Regions from separate parts of the Pan troglodytes genome. Here region 2 is linked to region 1. A link is a contact called in public HiChIP or PLAC-seq data. All regions are on one chromosome and are shown on one strand. Each heading gives the region's core, a stretch centred on a gene start, on an enhancer-like site or on the middle of the called end of the contact. The rest is flanking DNA. Distances are from core to core; before and after follow the strand shown.

Region 1 (2,984 bases), core at 124-2,623:
GGCCAAGGGCTTGGTCACTTGTTGGGGGGAACATGGCTGCCTCATCTATGACTTGGCGGGAGTAGGGTAGGTCCAGGTACATACTGGGCAAGAAGCCCCTTGGAGATGTACCTCCTCTCTCACATGTGTGCATATTTGGGGTACAAGCTCCTGCACTGGTCTCAAATGGGAACAAGGGTCACAGACAGGTCTCGGGCTTTCTGGATACACCCAGGTGGGAGGGTTCTCCTTGCACCTAGATGTAACCCCATCCCCTTCCCCATATAAAGCTTGGGGAAAAGCTGGAGGGAGGCTATGGTGGGTGGGGTGGGCTGGGAGTGGGGGTGGCTGGAGACAGCCCAGTCTGCCACCAGTTTTTGTACAGCCTGTAAGCCTTTACATATTTACATAGTTGAAACAACTGCTGCCCCCCCTGCAAAAAAGCCACCAATATTTTGGGACAAGTAAATATTACATGATATTCAAATTCAGTGTCCATAAACACAGTTTTGTTGGAATCCATCCTCTTCTGCTGGTCTCCTAATAACCTGTGACTGCTTCTTGCTAGTTGGGACAGACGGTGTAGGCCGCGAAGTCTCTAATCTTTACTGTCTGGCCTTTACTGAAAGGCTTGCCCATCTCCTACCTGAACCCTCCTGGCCACAGACAGGGAGGTGAGCGGGGCCAGCTGTCCGGCCACTGCCCTTAGAGACCAGCCAAATAGAGTTTCTCCAGTTTCAGGCTATATGTTTGGTCCTCCCCAGACTCTGGGAATACCACCATGGAGCTGGGGGCCAGGCGTGGGGCTCCATCCCTCCCCCCTAAACCTGGAGGGAGGGCCCGCCCTCGAGTGGGCAGGGCCTGGAAGAGGAGAGGCCTCCTAAGGGGCGGTGGGCTCAAGAAGGCTGCGCAGGTGTTTGTGGCCCGGCCAGGTGGGCCTGAGGTCCTGCCTCAGCCCTCCCTTACCTTCCTCCGATTCAGGAGCAGAGGAGGAAACGTTCGCTGTCCCTCCTGCCGCCTCCCAATAGTCCTCCCTCTGAGGGCGCTGTCTCCCTCGCACTGCTCCCTACCCAGGGTCCTTTCTCAGCCCAGCCCCCGGCTCCCCTCCTCCCGCCTTCGGGAGGCCAGGCCTTCCTTCCCCTTCGCCCCGGCTTCCAGGCCCCGGGTCCCGGCCGCCCCGCCCCCGGGCCGCGTAGCCCCCCCGCCGCTCACCTGTGCCCACAGGTGTCACCGCACCCGCTGCCCTGCGCCGCCCTCCCCGCCCGCGGGGCTCCCCGTCGCCGTCGGCTCCCCGGCGATGCCAGCCAGCCCCGATGCCCAGCCTGGGACTGGGATCGAGCGGCCCGCGGGAGCCGGGCAGCGCGGGTCCGGGCGAGGAGGGCGGGGACCGGGCTGGCCCCTCCCTACCGCCAGCACCGCTCGGGGCAGAGGGGCGGGGCCCTGGGGACCGAGCAGCCCCCGCCCTCACGCAGCCACCGCCTTCCCCGGAGAGGACAGCTCACGTGGCGGTGCCCTCCTTTCCCCTTTTCGGTCGCACCTGAACTCAACACCCGCCGGCCGAGCGGGAGGGCTGGGACCGCGCGCCCTCCACTCCAGGCCAGACCCCCGCGAGGCGCTGCAGTCATGAGGGCTGAGTGAGGGGCGGGGCGCCGCCGGGGGAGGCGGCGAGGGTGACAACCTGTGGCAGGCACCCCTCTCTCCTGCTGGTCGCGGCGAGTGGCCGGCTCTCCCGTCCTCCCCCTGCCTCGGCCTAGACCCCTAAGCAGGCAGGGAGCCCGCCTGCCAGCTGGAGGGGCAGGGGGCCCCGTCGCTGCTGTGGAGTCCAAAGTGTGAGCCTTATCTCTCAGAGGACCGGCTGGCCTGCCTGGTGGAAGGTAATAGTGGAAGGCTGTCCTGGACTTTGCCTTTGCTCCAGGGATAGGCATCTGAGGCCTGACCCTCACTTCTCCTATGACCTAAGACTCAGGTGGGGGCACCCTCCCAGTTCACCTGCAAATAAGCCCACTCCCGGCTACACCAGGGTCACCCAGCCCTTGCGGTGGCTGCTAAAATAGATGCTGTGGGGCCAGGCGCGATGGCTCACGCCTGTAATCCCAACACTTTGGGAGGCCGAGGCGGGCGGATCACAAGGTCGGGAGATCGAGACCAGCCTGGCCAATATGGTGAAACCCCGACTCTACTAAAAATACAAAAATTAGCTGGGCACGGTGACGGGCGCCTGTAGTCCCAGCTACTTGGGAGGCTGAGGCAGGAGAATCGCTTGAACCTGGGAGGTGGAGGTTGCAGTGAGCCAAGACAGCACTACTGCACTCCAGCCTGGGCAACAGAGTGAAACTCCACCTCAAAAAAAAAAAAAAAAAAAAAAAGAAAAGAAAAGAAAAGAAAAAGAAAAAGAAAAAGATGCTGTGGAAGGACTGACACATGCTGGGCATTGCATGAAAGGACCGTACTTTATTTTCTTTATTTTTTATTTTTAAAATTTATTTTTTAAAAAGAAAATAGAGACAATATCTTGCTGTGTGGCCCAGGATGGTCTCCAACTCCTGGGTTCAAGCGATCCTCCTGCTTCGGTTTCCCCACCTTTTCACTTCTCCAAATCATGGCACCTCGTCTGACAGAAGCACTGGATATTTGAGATAGAAGTGTCCTGTGGATGTGTGGTCATTATAATCTCACAACCATGAAACCCAAGACCCTGTAGTTGGCGGGTGGCAGGTCTGAGGCTCCCAGCCCCTCACCCTGCCTGTGGTCTGTTTCCTGCCAATGAACTCAACAGTGATTGATATGGCTCCTTACTTCTTCAGAGCCCAGCCCCTCACCCTGCCTGTGGTCTATTTCCTGCCAATGGACTCAACAGTGATTGATACGGCTCCTTACTTCTTCAGAGCATCCTGAAGTTCAGGAAACACTTTCAGAAGCAGAATCTCCTTGAGTTGCCAGAGGAAAAGGCCTCTATTCCCTTTTCCCATCTAGGATATGAAACACATATATGATCAGAGTGTTCT
Region 2 (2,984 bases), core at 318-2,817, 160 kb before region 1:
ACATCTGGGCTCAAGCTGTCCTTCCGCCTCAGCCCCCCAAGTAGCTGGGACTATGGGAGTGAGCCACCACGCCCGGCCCCATTCTTTTTGTCTTTGGGGGCTTATAATTTTTTGCAAATTTTCCCAAATTGTCATTTTTCCCCCTAACTTGCCATTTTGATGTGGTTTCAGGAGGAGAATGGGATAAACACATATGATGAATGCATTATGTTTCCAAGTGCAATTGTTTCCTTAAGAAGACTTGTGGCATTTGGATAGATAACTTTGGTGGACTTTTTAGAGAATAGATGTAAAGGATGGCAAGACTGGAAGCAGAATGATGTATCATTGATCTTAGGAGGCACTTGGGTTTTTTTGTGTGTGCTTGTTTGTTTTTTTGCATTTCAATATCTTCTAATTGGGATGTTTCACTTTAGCTATTAGTCAGACAGCAGTCAAACTATATTTGTCATACCTGCTCATGAGCATCAAAGCTTGCCAAATGGGTGTCTGAGGCTTGGAAGAAAACTCTAGAGCCTGGAGAGGAACACTCTTAGGAAATGCTGCATCACCAAAGCCCTTATGAAATGCACAGAGGACTACATTGCGTGGAAATTCGTGGACATCCAAGACTGAGTCAAAAAAATGAATCATTAACAATCAGTCTCTGTGAAGTTTTAGGGATAGTTACCATGTTATTGTTTTCTATTTCCCTTTTTATGCATGCACAAGAGTGAAATATAGAAATCGGTATGTATATAAACCCATATTTTCAATACATGTAAAACAAAAATGCTAAGTGGTAAGGAAAGCATTTGTCACAGATAATTTGCAACCTTTTTTCTTTTTTTTTTGAAACAGGGTCTTGCTCTGTTGCCCAGGCTGGAGTGCAGTGGCGTGATCTCGGCTCACTGCAACCGCCGGCTCCCGGGTTCAAGCGATTCTCTTATCTCAGCCTCACGAGTAGCTGGGATTACAGGCGCCCGCCACCACGCCTGGCTGTTTTGTATTTTTAGTAGAGACAGAGGTTTCGCCATGTTGGCCAGGCTGGTCTCGAATTCCTGATCTCAGGTAATCTGCCTGACTCGGCCTCCCAAAGTGCTGGGATTACAGGTGTGAGCCACTGCGCCCGGCCTTGTAACCTTTTTTCTTAGCGGGACATAAAATAATGGTGAATTTTCCAACTGATGGAGTCCAGGAAAGGGATAATAGTGAGCAGAGGGGAGATAATCACTGGAATGCCAAGAAGGAAAAATCAACTCGACTTGGCAGATTACTGGGGGAGAGGTAAAAGTGAAGGGGAGGAAATCTAGGATGGTTTCCACGTTTCTGGTCTGGGCAACTGAGTCGATGTGGTAACCTCGACTGGAGCAGGTTTGGGAGGGAGTTCAATTTAGGAAGGCTATGTTGAAAGAAACGAATGAACGAAAGCTTCGTGCTTGCTTTGCTGGGACGGAACCCCGCATCCGGTATCTGGCACCGGGAGTTTGTGGCTGTGTCTCGAGGCTCCTGCACCCTCTCAGAGCGTTAGTCAGAGGCGGGGCGGTGGTGCGGAGCGAGGGCCAGAGCAGGGCACCAGGGCTGGGCGCGCACCAGGAAGCCACCGCCTCCAGCTGAATGCGCGAATCCCGGCGCGGGGTGGGGCAGGGGCGGGCACGGTCTTCAGTAACTGCCCAGCGATTGGTTGGGAGGCACCACAAATGCCTAACAAACTGCTGAAGCGCCCTCCGAAGGGACAGACCTCATCTCCACCCCGCCCCGTCCCTCCGCCAGACTGGAGCGCAAACTATGGTCGCATTGATCACTGAAGGACCCTCACAGCAACCGCTCCTTTCCGGAGTCGGATGAGAGGAGAGTTGTGACTGGCAATTGGCAGGGGCGGGGCGGGCTAGGCCTGTAGCGCTGGGCGACCGTCCTGGGCATGGATTGGGCCGCGGGGTTGTCACCGTTATCCGGGAGGCGTGGTCAGCACTAATAAAGGCGGGGGCCGGCGCGGCAGCTGCAGTAAGTTCCACCGCAGCTAGACCGCGGGGTGGTCGGCGCGAGGCGGAGCTTGGCAGTTCCGTCCACTTCAGCCGCAGCGTCCCTCGCCGGGTGTCTCGCCGCAGCCTCCGGAGAGGAACAGACCCTCACTCTCTCTGTCAGAAAAATGTGAGTTGACTCTGGTGTGGGGGCTCGGCACCTCCTTGACAACTCTCGCCCCAAGCTCCCGACTCTGCGGGACGGAAAATGGCGCAATGCAGCAGCTGCAGCAACGCGGGGAACTACCACCGCGCGCCGTCTCCGGACCGGGCCACCCCCAGGGAGGGGGGCCAGCACCCCATTCTCGCACCAGCCACAGCTAGCACCCCACGGGCGGGGCAGGGGCGCAGGGGTCCCACAATCATTGCACCCTCTCCTCTCGTCTGAGTGGCGCCTCATTCTGGTTTTGGTATAGTGGAGACTCGGAGAGGGCGGGGGCTGAGGGTGGTGGATGGAGACAACTGGGCAGGGGACTCGAAAGGTATTTCTGTCATCTGGCTAAATCACTACTCAGCGCCTCAGGAAAGACAGTCATGGGTGCAACTGCCAGTTGGTAACTTGTGTTGCCCTACAATCTCTGGACTTGTTTACCCCTCACCCAAAGTGTGATGTCTAGCCCCCCTCATGGCAGTGAGCAAAGCTGCAGAAACTTATCTGCCAGTTCTCTGGCACCAGGTGAGCAGCTCAGAAAGACTCAAGGGGTAGTGGGATAGTGGCCTGTCATCCCAAGCGGCTATTCATACCACGGCCATTCGTATAGGAGATGTTTTTCTATCACCGAGTCTTACCAAATAGTTGGAGGAGAAATAGGGAGAGCTGAGCTTTCCCCCTTTCCTCCAACACACACAGTTTAGTCTCCAGCAGTCTTCAACATCACCCCCTTCGCAAGATCCTGAGGGAAAACTACGGCTAAACAAACGAAGTACTTCTCTGTCAAGACCTCAATATGTCTAATACAGATTTTTCTTTCTGATTACTACCCT

The links. HiChIP or PLAC-seq counts read pairs in DNA pulled down with a chosen protein or histone mark.
Region 2: an H3K4me3 HiChIP or PLAC-seq map of stem cell-derived excitatory neurons shows a contact between it and region 1, with 2.4 times the contacts expected there. The contact joins the promoter of VAMP1 here to the promoter of PLEKHG6 in region 1.

What each region holds. Positions count from the first base shown.
Region 1 is chr10:13,490,299-13,493,282 of NHGRI_mPanTro3-v2.0_pri, reverse strand. It overlaps PLEKHG6 (pleckstrin homology and RhoGEF domain containing G6), which reads right to left and starts at 1,373. Exons shown (of 16, transcript XM_009424663.5): 1 at 1,192-1,373.
Region 2 is chr10:13,652,689-13,655,672 of NHGRI_mPanTro3-v2.0_pri, reverse strand. It overlaps VAMP1 (vesicle associated membrane protein 1), which reads left to right and starts at 1,567. Exons shown (of 9, transcript XR_010147949.1): 1 at 1,567-2,130.